Regions from separate parts of the Sus scrofa genome. Here region 2 is linked to region 1. A link is a contact called in public HiChIP or PLAC-seq data. All regions are on one chromosome and are shown on one strand. Each heading gives the region's core, a stretch centred on a gene start, on an enhancer-like site or on the middle of the called end of the contact. The rest is flanking DNA. Distances are from core to core; before and after follow the strand shown.

Region 1 (6,295 bases), core at 483-2,982:
CCAGTCTCTCTGGCTCCACTGGAGTCTCCAGCAGTCTGTTCTAAAACTCTTACTTAGAACACGAAATATTATCTTCTCTTTTCTAGACCCCAGGCTAAACCTCAGGCTGATGCTTACCCACTGAACATTCATTAAAATGCCCTTTGAAACAAAGGACCAAAAGTACAGTGTTGTTGTTTTTTTTTTTTGTTTTTTTTTTTTTTAGACTGGGTTCCCTTTCCACCAGTTTTTGGAAAATTAAAGAGAATATTGTAACAAATACAAGCTTGTTGCTTCTGTCCCAAGCAATCTTCCAGGGATTAGGAGATGCCCTCTCCTTCCGGCTATACAGAATCACAATCACTAGTTGCTGCCGTGTAAATATATATAATTTTAATCACAATGTTATTCCAGATATAACAAATCACAAAACTCACCATTTTAAAGTGAAAAATTCAGTGGTTTTCAGTACATTCATTCACAAGGTTGTACAACCACGGTGACTACCTAATTTCAGAATATTTTTATTACCTCCAAAAGAAACCTTGTACCATTAGCAGTTACTTCCTATTCCCCTCCCCTCCTCCCACCCAGGCCCTGGCAACCAGTAATCTTAACAACTGAGCTTAAGGGCAAACATTCCGTTTTTTAGTTTTTCACTACTAAGTATGCTAGTCATTGTAGATGACTTCCATCAGGTTGAGAAAGTTCCCTTCTATTCCTGGCTTGTTGAGTATCTTTTATCATGTACTTTTGGTCCTTTGTTTCAAAGGGCATTTTTTTTTTTTTTTTTTTTTTGCTTTTCAGGGCCACACCTGTGGCATATCCCAGGCTAGGGGTCCAATGGGAGCGACAGCTGCCCACCTACCCCACAGCCACAGCAACGCGGGATCCGAGCCTCATTTTCGACGTACACCACAGCTCACAGCAACACGGGATCCCTAACCCACTGCTCCAGGCCAGGGGATGAAACTCACAACCTCATGGTTACTAGTTACATTTGTTTCTGCTGCGCCACAAAGGGAACTCCTGTCAAATGTTTTTTATGCATCTATGGAGATAACTGTGTGCTTTTTTGTCCTTTATCTCATTAATATGGCATCTTACATTGGTCATTGATGTAAATATTAACACAATGTTTTTAACGCACTCCATAGTGCTATGTTAAATTATCATATAAGCTCAGGTGGACCTCATAAGACAATTTGATAGATAACAATTTAGACTTAACTGTAGGCTTGGTTACTTAGGTTACTATTTTTTTTTCCTCAACAAAGTTTTTTGGGGAATTCCCATTGCGGCACAGTGGAAATTAATCTGATTAGTAGGCATGAGGATGAGGGTTTGATCCCTGCCCTCACTCAGTGGGTCAGGGATCCGGCGTTGCCGTGAGCTGTGGTGTAGGTGGCAGACACAGCTCAGATCCTGCGTTGCTGTGGCTGTGGCGTAGGCGGGTGGCTATGGCTCTGATTCAGCCCCTAGCCTGGGAACTTCCATATGCCATGGGTGCAGCCCTAAAAAGCAAACAAACAAAAAACCAAAGTTTTTATGAAGGAAAAAATTCCTTGTGAGCATGTAAAACATAATGCAAAAATATGTGTAGGCTTTTTGGGAAGTATTTGTTAGTTCTGGACTCTCTGCTGCTGAGAAAAGCTACAGCAGGCATGATGACATTTTGCCATGGGTAGTCGCCTGTCTCCTGTCTCCTCAGGGCTCTGTAAGTCACCAAGGCTGCTTCGGAATTGACTGCCCGCCTCTAGGGGGCAGGAGTCTCCGCTCTTAGGCAGGAAAATAGAATGAGGTCTGAATAAAGATAATGGTCCACAAGGCCACCTTCTCCTCCCCCCTTTTTTTTTCCTTTTCTTTTCTTTCCTTTTTTTTTTTGTTTTTTTGTTTTTTTTGTTTTTGTTTTTGTTTTTTCAGGCCCTCACCCAGGGCATATGAAGGTTCCCAGGCTAGGGGTTGAATCAGAGCTACAGCTGCCAGCCTACACCACAGCCTCAGCAACACACAATCCAAGCTGCATCTGTGATCTACACCACAGCTCACAGCAATGCCAGATCCTTAACCCCCTGAGTGAGGCCAGGGATCGAACCCACATCCTCATGGATGCTAGTCTGATTTGTTACTGCTGAGCCTCGACGGGAACTCCTCTTTTCTTTTTTTGAAAAATTGTTTATTTGGAGTTCCCATTGTGGCTCAGTGGTTAACGAATCCAACTAGGAACCACAAGGTTGTGGGTTCGATCCCTGGCCTTGCTCAGCGGGTTAAGGATCCGGAGTTGCCATGAGTTGTAGTGTAGGTTGCAGACCCGGCTGGGATCCTGCGTGGTTGTTGCTGTGGCGCAGGCTGGTGGCTACAGCTCCGATTCGACCCCAAGCCTGGGAACCTCCATATGCTGCAGGAGCAGCCCAAGAAAATGGAAAAAAAATTATTTAGTTATCTTTTGGCTGTGCCCATGGCATGCAGAAGTTCGGGGGCCAGGGACTGAACACATGCCACAGCAGTGACAATGTGGGATCCTTAACCCTATGAGCTATCAGGGAACTCCTCCTCTTCTTTTTTTTTTTTTTAAATCTCTCCTCTGGAACTTTCTGTTTTGAGAGGAGAAGCTGCTACAGCAGATCTTGCTCCAGATGGAGAGAACTGTGCATTTAGCGTGCCAGTTACCACTTTGAGGACATCTATTTTCGTCTGTCTAGCATTCCTTACTTTGGGGAATTTCCCTCCCACCCCCCATCCCATGCGATACTCACAGGACTGTCAATCACAGGACACTACCTCTCTGACCAGAGGAATGACTCAACTCTGAGTCAATTAGACTTTCTCAAGACTCTGGGACCTTGAGTGGAGACACTGGCGATGGAAGGTAGTTGGTGCTGGGTCATTTGACATGTTTACCTAGAGAAGTGGTTCTCCTATGTGGTCCCTAGAACACATCATTAGCCTCTAGGAACTTGTTAGAAATACAAATCCTGGGCGCTATCCTACATCCACTGAATCAGAAATTCTGGGGGCAGGTCCAGGCAGTCTGTGTTTTAGCAAGCCCTCCAGGTGATTCTTTCCCCCCATTTAAAAAATTTTTATTTAGCTGATTTACCAGTTGTGATAATTTCTGCTATACAACTGATTCAGTTACACGTATATACACATCCATTCTCTTTCAGATTCTTTACCCATATAGATGATCACAGGATATTGATTGGGTAGAGTTCTCTGTGCTGTACAGCTGGTCCCCATTGGCCAGGCATTCACTATACAGTGTGCATGTACCAATCTCGAATCCCCGGTTCACCCCTCCTCCCACCCCACCTGTCTCCTTGGTAACCATAAGTTTGTTTACAAAGTCTGTGAGTCTGTTTCTGTTCTGCAATAAGTTCATTTTTAACCTTTTTCTAGATTCCACATATAAGTGATATCATATGATGTTTATTTTTCACTGTTTAAATTCACTTAGTATATCTAAGTCCCATCCATGTTGCTGCAAATGGCATTATTTTATTTCTTTTTATGGCTAATATTCCATTGTGTGTGTGTATACATATATATATATATATATATACACCCCCCCCACATCTTCTTTTTTTTTTTTTTCACACATCTTCTTTATACAGCATACATATGAGTCTTGTTTCTGTATCCATTCAGCCAGTCCATGTCTTTTGGTTGGAGCATTTAGTCCATTTATATTTAAGGTAATTATTGATATGTATGTTCTTATTGCCCTTTTGTTAATTGTTTTGGATTTGTTTCTGCTGATTTTCTCTGACCCTTTATCTCTTGGCCTTTTTTCTTTCCTTTTGTTCTCTTCTCTTGTGGTTGGATGACTATCTTTAGTGCTGTGTTTGAATTGCATCTATTGTACCCCCAGGTGATTCTGATGTAGGACAATTAGAAGTTTCTGGTAGTGGGATTCCCAGAGCTTACCTGGATCCTGTCCTTTCCTGGCTGTCTTGGCTGTCAAGATCCTCCGTAGATTCTTTCATCTCCTCAGTGTCCTTCTAATAAAATCATTTCTGACTTTTATTTAAGAGAGTCTGAGTTGCCTTCTGTTACTTGCAACCTAGAGGCCCTCACTGATGGCCCTATCACTTAGTTCATAGGTGCACAGACCCTTCCTGAACCACGGGGCTTCATGCCATACGTGAGGCTGCGCCATTCAGCTTCACCCTGGTCTTTGTATTTAGCTTCAGCCCCAAGCATACTGACTCTATTCTAGGCAAATCAGAGCCTAGCAGGGCTTCTGACAACTTCATTAGGGTCCTGCCTGTTAATAGTTCACGTGCCTCCCCCAGTAATGTAGGACTTTGTATCTTCCAAGACCTCCTTGAGAAACACCTTCTCCCAGTTTAGGGGGTGGGGGGTGCGCTGGGGTTGTGGGATGGAAATCCTATAAAGTTGGATTGTGATGATCATTGTACAACTATAAATGCCATAAATTCACTGAGTAATTTAAAAAAATTTTAAAAAAGAAAACATCTTCTATTTCTGCCCTTATTTGACTCCTCTCGTTTCTCAACTTAGCTCCCAATCCTTTTTTTAACTATTAAATGACAATCCTAAGTATATTGCAATTTGTTTTCTGTATTAGTTGAGGAACAGAGTAGCTGTTTTCATAAAGAGATTAAAAATACAGGAGACTTTAAAAATATATCTTGCTGAATAGTTGTTTCATTTCTTTAAGCATATGAGTGAGAGAGAGTGATCAAGAGTGAGTCCAGATGTAAGTGGCTCTGCTCCATGTGGTCATTTGAGGACACAGGTTCCCTCTATCCTGTTGCTCTGGCCTATTCTCGTTTTTTTGTTTTTGTTTTGTTTTTTTTTGTCTTTTTAGGGCTGTACCTGTGGCATATGGAGGTTCCCAGGCTAGGGGTCAAATCGGAGCTGTAGCCTCCAGCCTATGCCACAGCCACAGCAACACGGGATCCAAGTCACGTCTTCGACCTACACCACAGCTCACGGCAATGCTGGATCCTTAACCCACTGAGCAAGGACAGGGATCGAACCTGCATCCTCATGGATACTAGTCAGCTTCATTTCTGGTGAGCCAGGACGGGAACTCCTTCTAGGACATTGTTGAAGCAAGCTCTCCACCACTACATCTGCACGCTCAGCCTGTGGGAAAGGAAGGAAAGGGGAAGTAGATGGTTAACAATTCCTTTTAGGATATGCTGCGGAAGAACTGATGCTCTTGTCAACTCTAGTCACTTTCCAAAGGTGAGCACCGTCACTCCCAACTAGTTGCAAGGGAGGCTAGGAAATATGATCCCAAGCTGGGCAGCAATATGCCCTGCTGGTTCTTCAGTTGATATTTGCTTTGTTAGTAGAAAAAAGAAGGAAATGATAATGGCGAACAACCAGCAATTATTTCACATTTTCTAACCTTGTGTCTTTTTTCAATGTGTTGAAAGCCGAGCTGCCTCAGGGACTAGATGAGTAACTGAGTAAAGCAATCTGGGTCTAAGACTAGAAGGAGTGAGGTGACTGTGTGACAAAGTGGGCAGCACCATGTCCTATCTAAAGGGGCATCAGCTAGTTGCCAACCCAATGTCCCTGCTCCCTTCTTTGCTAGCAGACCTTCACTTTTATTGGTGGTTGTGTAACTAGGGCATCCATCATGATTTCCTAAACGAATCATGAAATTTCTGTTTCTAGTGTTCCCAGCACCCCCAGCCCATATACCTGGGAATGTTCATGTAATTCACCCAATGAGAGAGGTAGGGAAGTATAGTGGGGCACTTCTGGGAAAGATTTTGCTTTCCTAGTAAAGAGTTAGGTATAACTGGCACGTTCTCTTAGCTATTCTTCCTTCTTTGAATGTGTGTGTGAGATGCCTGGAGCTGGGGCAGCCATTTTATGACCATGGGGTGGCAAGCATGAGGGGAAGGCCAAAAGAACTGTGGTAGTACTGAGCCAGAAAGAATCAAGGCCAGAGGCTGCCTACTTCCTAGTCTTGTTATACGGGAAAAAAAAAAAAAAAAAAAAAAAAAAAAATCCGCAAACATACCTGTTTGTTTAAGCAGTTTCAAATTGGTTTATCTGAACCACGTGGCCATTTAAAACTGGTTAAATCACTTCAAATGTTTTCTCTGCATGTATTTACTTTATAAAAAAGCGAAACACAGGGAGTTCCTATCATGACTCAGCAGAAACAAATCTGACTAATATCCATGAAGATGCAGATTCAATCCCTGACTTTGCCCAGTGGGTTGGGGATCTAGTGTTGCCATGAACTGTGGTGTAGGTCGAAGACACAGCTCAGATCCTGCGTTGCTGTGGCTCTGGCTGTGGAGTAGGCCAGCAGCTGTAGCTCTGA
Region 2 (6,881 bases), core at 3,441-5,940, 86 kb before region 1:
CTCATGGATACTAGTTGGGTGTGTAACCTGCTGAGCCACAGTGGAAACTCTCTGGCACCTCCAGCTCTTAAAGATGGAAAAGAAGTTGGATTAGCTAGCTTTGAAGGCAGTCAGTGAGTATTTGTTGCCAGTGATCAGTACACGTATGATATATATGTGTACTCTTGGAAAAATAACTTTTAGTGTATGTGTTTGTTTGTATATATACCCTCTTCATTTTTGCCAAATCATTTGGAAGTAAGCTACAGACATTGATGCTTCATGACTAACTGCTTACCATGGATCGCCTCAAAATAAGAACAAATTTCCATGTAATCACAGCACCATTGCTGCACCTAGGGAAGACAACATTACTGCAATTCACTAACATTTGGCACAGAGTTCACACTCAAATGGCTCCAGTTATCTTAAACAAATCTCAACTATAGCTTTTTTTTTTTTTTTTTTTTTTTTTTTGTCTTTCTATCTTTTCTAGGGCTGCACCTGCAGCATATGGAGGTTCTCAGGTTAGGGATCGAATTGAAGCTTTGCCGGCCTTTGCCAGAGCCACAGCAGTGTGGGATCCAAGCTTCGTCTGTGACCTACACCACAGCTCATGGCAATGCTGGATCCTTAACCCACTGAGCAAGGCCAGGGACCAAACCCGCAACCTCATGGTTCCTAGTTGGATTCGTTAACCATTGAGCCACGATGGGAACTCCAATTATAGCTGTTTTATTTTATTTTATTTTATTTTATTTATTTATTTATTTTTGTCTTTTTGCTATTTCTTGGGCCGCTCCTGCAGCACATGGAGGTTCCCAGGCTAGGGGTGGAATCGGAGCCACAGCTGAAGGTCTACACCAGAGCCACAGCAACGTGGGATCCGAGCCGCGTCTGCAACCTACACCACAGCTCACGGCAACGCCGGATCGTTAACCCACTGAGCAAGGGCAGGGACCGAACCCGCAACCTCAAGGTTCCTAGTCTCATTCGTTCACCACTGTGCCAAGACAGGAACTCCTTTTCTTTCCTTTTTTTGTTTGTTTGTTTTATTTTTGAACTTGGGAACCAGTCCAGGTTTATGAACTACATTTAGCTTGATTAGTTCTAGGTTATAGCTTTACTGAGGTATTGTGTTTTTTTTTTTGTGAAAGTGGAACTTTCCATCCTTTCACATTGATTTTGAACATCTTGTTCAGTTTCCTGGACTTTGGTTTGCTCCAGGACATTCCTTTTCCCCAGGACCAAGGAAAGAAGGTTTTCTGAATATTTGTGTTTATACATTTACTTCCTTTGTCTACACATCTTACATGGCTGTGTTTTTCCTCTTGAGTGACTTTTTCCCAAATCCTTTCTCCCTTGGGAAGGTTTGAGGGGGTGCACTGACTTTTGAAAAGTCTTTGTTCTAAAATTTTTCTTCCTTTTCCCTCATTCCCAATTATATGGCTGGCATTTGAGAATGGGTGTGCTCTTGTAATAACCTTCAAAAGTCTACTGACTGCAGGGATGATTCAGATTCATTGCCTACCAGTAACTCTATTGCTGTTTGAATGTGGTAAAAGCTTGCTATAAATCTTGACATTACTTGTCAAGTTTTTCTAAGCCTGTGACATCTGAGTAAGCTTGGCTGATTACTTTTGAGTTTTAATTTCTTTGGTATGTATTTTTCTTTAAAAAAATTTTTTATTAAGTTGATTTACAATGTTGTGCAAATTTCTGCTGTACTTGGTATGTATTTTTCATTTCAAGATTTCTTTTTTTTTCTTTGTGCCCCTTAATTACTGATGGTCAGTTCTGCTAACCTCAAATGCACTTCTTTCTTTCTTTCTTTTTTTTTGTCTCTTGTCTTTTTAGGGCTGCACTCGGGGCATATGGAGGTTCCCAGGCTAGGGGTCTAATCGGAGCTATAGCTGCCGGCCTGTACCACAGCCACGGCAACACCAGATCTGAGCCGTGTCTGCAACCTATACCACAGCTCACGGCAACGCTAGATCCTTAACCCACTGAGCGAGGCCAGGGATCGAACCGGAAACCTCATGGTTACTAGATTCATTTCCTCTGAGCCATCACGGGAACTCCCAAATGCACTTATTTCTGACCTCATCATGCCTTAGCAGTGCGTCTCAAACTTTAGCAGGATTCATATCATCTGGGGATCTTGTTGAAATGTTGGTTCTGATTTAGTCACACTGAAATGAGGCCTGCACATCTGAATTTCTTTTATTTTTTAATTAAAAAAATTTTTTTTCATTATAGCTGGTTTACTCACTCATCTAAATTTCTAACAGGCCTTCTCACCCTTTGCCCTTCTTTGCCTTCCTTGCACCTTGAATACTAAGTAAATAAATAATTGGCGTTAGGTTGAATCTGTGGACTACGCTATGAAACCATGTGGTTTAAATGTATAGTTTATAATAATCCCTTCTTTATTATTATTATTATTATTATTATTATTATTATTGTTATTATTATTATTTTTGCTTCTTAGGGCCACACCTGAGACATATGGAAGTTCCCGGGCTAGGGGTCTAATCAGCCACAGCCACAGCCACAGCAACTCGGGATCTGAACCGTGCCTTCAACCTACACCACAGCTCCCGGCAGGACCAGATCCTTAACCCATGAGGCAAGGCCAGGGATTGAACCCACAACCTCATGGTTCCTAGTTGGATTCGTTTCCTCTGCACCACGAAGGGAACTCCGATAATCCTTTCTTTAAAAAAATTCTTGCTATTTAGTAATTTAAAAAAGTGTTGCCCATGTTTACTTGTCTTTGCATTTCTTGTGCATAGCAGCATGTTCAGCAAGTAGTAGCTACTGTATAAATGTTTGAATTAACGTGTTTGTTGGTGCTGTGATCAGAATCCTTGATGAGGAATATCAACACTAGGATATCCAGGTTTGGAGAAGAATGATGAAATTATTTTTAAAACAGTGTTGCTAAAAAATACAGACTTTCCTGCCATTTGGTTGTACCCCAATTTTACTGAGCTGGAATCAGATTTTCCTCCAATCCAAGTAGTAACCAGGCCCAACCCTGCTTAGCTTCCAAGATCAGATGAGATCTGGCGTGTTCAGAGTTGCATGGCTGTAGTGGAATTAGACTTTCCTACAGTGAGCCCCAGGCATTGCTCTCAGATTCCTACTCTGGGTTGGGAACCATTGGGCCATGTAAGTTATAGATATAAAGTGGAGCCAAGTGGGCATTTTTGGATTGAGACGAAAGGTTGCCAGCCTAATTATTTCCCTGTTGAGTTGCTATGCGTTGTCTGCATATACAAAGATAAGTGGGGGGTGGGTACTTTTCTTAATGAATGAAGGAGAATGGAACATTTTTCTCATGGTCTGGAAACATATCCCTGGGTGTAGGGTAGTATATTATTTTTCTGATGGAGTAAATATAACCACTGTATTAATAGAAAACCCTAAAACACTATAGCTACTATTTTGTTATTGGCTTACTCATTTATATTTCTTAAACATTTTTTAGAACTATATGCCAGGCATTATTCTAGAAGGCTGAGTACTGTTCTAGATACTAATTATAATGTGTATAATTATTGAGCATGTCTTAAGTTTATAAATTTTTAAAATCTCTTTTACAGTTTTGATTTTGATTCTTCCAGGTTCTTCAGATAGATCCTGAAGTGACAGATGAAGAAATAAAAAAGAGGTTTCGGCAGGTATGGTACTATGTTCCTGTAATAGATGGAGTTTGAACCTTTTGAAAATGTACTAAGCATGTGATTCTCTTAGGACTTGCTATTATGACTTTTTGGCCAAAATTTAACCCCCTCCCCTTTTTTTTAAAGGCTATGTAACTCTTTAAAAAGTCTACAGTGGTGTAAAAATCTTAAACAATTTAATGACTATAGCTTACCTGTGAAAAGGATGAATTTTATATCCAAATAGAATCTTTCCATCCCCTTAATTGTGGGAGAAGTACAAAGTGGAATAATAGAGCTTACATGGAATCATTCTTAGCAAATGCCCTAGCTTCTAGGGGAGAACATGTTAAACAATTCATAATAGTTTTCTGGTTTTGAGATCTCATTCCTCAATAATTCTGTCCTCTGCAAACTTACATATGAATACTCAGAAGATACTTGGTTTAATATAAAGAATGCTTTCTGAAAATTTTCTAGGAAAGGAGATCTATAACCTCTGATTCTTGCCTTTTCTAATATTTAATAACTCATGCTATAAAGTTTTATGGTAGCCTTTTTTTTTCATTTTTTATATAATTATTTTTTTTTCATTATAGCTGGTTTACATATTAGTAGCCTTTTTTACTTTTATTTATTTATTTTTGTCTTTTGTACCCGGGGCATATGGAGGTTCCCAGGCTAGGGGTCTAATCAGAGCTGTAGCTGCCGGCCTATGCCACATCTCATGGCAACGCCAGATCCTTAACCCACTGAGCAAGGCCAGGGATTGAACCTGCAAACCTCATGGTTCCTAGTCAGATTTCTTTCTGCAGCATCATGCTGGGAACTCCCAGTAGCCTTTTTAAAAACACTCTTTCAGTTTTGATAGCTGAGCAACCCCCTAGCCCTTTGCAAATTGGATTTTCTCTGTATTTCATGTCTTTAAAAAAATTTTTTTCCTTAGCATATCTCTTATGTACTTCCTATTTTAATAGGGCCTGACCAGTGCTGACTCTAATTCTCAGCGCCTGCATGACAGACTTGTTAATATCCAGTGTTGGTGGTTGCTCGTTCAGTACAGTCATTGCCCCCACATTGCTGACTCATAATCACTTCTGATCTACTATTAAGCCAAGGTGTTTTTTATCTTTGCCTACTCAATCATTTCCCATTATATAACTTGATAGCTTTTTTTCTTCCTGAGTTACACTCTGGACTTGTGTTTAACTTTTTTACCTTTTCCTGAAATTTCAGGTTTTCAAATATAATGTATTAGAGGTCTTTCCCAATTAAATGAGCAATCATTCAAATTCATAGTCAAAACTTTTAAGATCTTTATGTAATCATACAAATAACTCAGTAACTACGTTCTTATTTAGTCATTAATCCGGCCAGGTAGTTAAGAACGTGGGTGCTAGAGCTGTATGGCTTGAGTGTCAGTCTTGGCTGTACATCTTACAGGCAGTGTGAGCTTTGGCAAGTTACTCTTAACCTTTCTGTGCCCTGTAAAATGCACTTATTTGTAAAATGCACATGATGATGGTGACTCCATCTAGGGTTGGTGTAAGGATTTGCATGAGGTGTAGCGCACATACCGCACTTATACTAGGTCTTGGCATATGGTATGTCCGTTTCATGTGCTATTGTTAGTGCGTGTTAGACAGTAAGTTCTTTACTTGCATTATCTTGTTTCGTCCTTGTAACAACACAGTGAGATATAGGTATATAGTATTGTCCCATTTACAAAGGAGGAAACTGGGGCAGAGCTAGATTAAGTGAATTGCTTGAGGTCTCACAGCTAGTAGGTGATTGAAGTTGGAATTAGAACCCAGGATTCAGGCTCTAGTCATGCTGGATTTAGCCTTAGATTCCCACTTGCTGTCCTCCCCGAACGTAGTCCCTCTTTTCGCACTGTTTTTATCGGTGAGAGTAGGTCAGTGGTTCTTAACCTAGGCTGTCTGAAAGAGTCACCTGTGGTCTTAACCCAGGCTGTCTGAAAGAGTTACCTTGGGGGTTTTTGTTTTTAAAATTTTTTATGATAGAAATTTTATTTTATTTTAGTTTATTTTATTTATTTTATTTTTTCTTTTTAGGGCCACACCTGTGGCACATGGAGGTTCCCAGGCTAAGGGTCTAATCAGAGCCATAGCTGCCGGCCTAAGCCATAGCCACAGCAACGCCAGATCCGAGCCCCATCTGTGACCTACACCACAGCTCATGGCACCGCTGGATCCTTAACCCACTGAGTGAGGCCAGGGGTTGAACCCACAACCTCATGGTTCCTAGTTGGATTCGTTTCTACTGTGCCACGATGGGAAATCCAAGAAATTTTAATTACATTTTAAAAAGAAAGAATAAAATGGGATTCCTTGGTCAAGGATCCAATGTTGTCATTGCTGTGCCATGGGTTTGATCCTTGGCCTGGGAATTTCTGCATGCTGTGGGCACAGCCAAAAAAAAACGAAGAAAGAAGAAATCAGTGAATGCCCATATATTCATCTGTATGCAATGGTTTACTTCATTATTTATATATATATTTTTTTGCATTTTAGGGCTGCACCTGCGCCATGTGGAGATTCCCAGGCTAGGGGTCAAATTGGAGTTATCGCTGCTGGCCTACACCACAGCCACAGCAATGCAGGATCCCAGCTGTGTCTGTGACCTGCACTACAGCTCCCGGCAACACCGGATCCTTAACCCACTGAGCGAGGCCAGGGACTAAACCCGCAACCTCATGGTTTCTAGTCAGATTTGTTTCCGCTGCTCATTACTGATAAATTTTTGTAGCCAATTAATCATTATAATATAAATTACAGATACCATGATTCTCTATCTCTAAATACTTAAGCAGTTATCCTGCCAAGGTAAAAATGGACATTTTCTTGGCATTCCTGTTGTAGCTCAGCAGGTTAAGAAGCCAACATAGTGTCTGTGAGGATGCAAGTTCAATCCCTGCCCTTGCTCAATCAGTTAAGGATCCAGTGTTGCTGCAAGCTGCATAGGTTACAGATGCAGCTCGGGTCCGGCATTGCCTTGGCTGTGGCCTAAACCTGCAGCTGCTGCTCTGATTTGACTCCTCGGCTGGGACCTTCCTTATACCCTACGTATAAAGGGGGGACAAAAAAGGACATTTCCTTGTATAATTACTCGTCACACCTAACAAATTAACACTAATTCCTTACTATCATCTGATATGAAGTCTAGTAGAGGCTTAAAAAGTACAGATGCTAGAGATTGATTCAGAAGGTCTCA

What was found. HiChIP or PLAC-seq counts read pairs in DNA pulled down with a chosen protein or histone mark.
Region 2: a contact with region 1 is called in an H3K27ac HiChIP or PLAC-seq map of alveolar macrophages. The contact joins two enhancer-like sites. A contact is called at or near these places in 12 of 47 Hi-C or Micro-C datasets (blood, embryonic fibroblasts, fetal heart ventricle and 6 more) and 1 of 2 datasets of contacts at active chromatin or transcription factors (alveolar macrophages).

The regions. Positions count from the first base shown.
Region 1 is chr6:85,200,383-85,206,677 of Sscrofa11.1, reverse strand. No RefSeq gene overlaps it. Among named protein-coding and RNA genes, the nearest start is that of EYA3, 18 kb to the right of the region's middle. Within about 2 kb of position 1,732, at least 3 of the 83 cell types and tissues checked have an H3K27ac peak or open chromatin away from gene starts, as enhancers often do. A contact at or near this core is called in alveolar macrophages, where this site is marked.
Region 2 is chr6:85,288,715-85,295,595 of Sscrofa11.1, reverse strand. It overlaps DNAJC8 (dnaJ homolog subfamily C member 8), which reads left to right. Exons shown (of 10, transcript XM_003356239.4): 4 at 3,609-3,665. Among named protein-coding and RNA genes, the nearest start is that of DNAJC8, 15 kb to the left of the region's middle. Within about 2 kb of position 4,690, at least 1 of the 83 cell types and tissues checked has an H3K27ac peak or open chromatin away from gene starts, as enhancers often do. A contact at or near this core is called in alveolar macrophages, where this site is marked.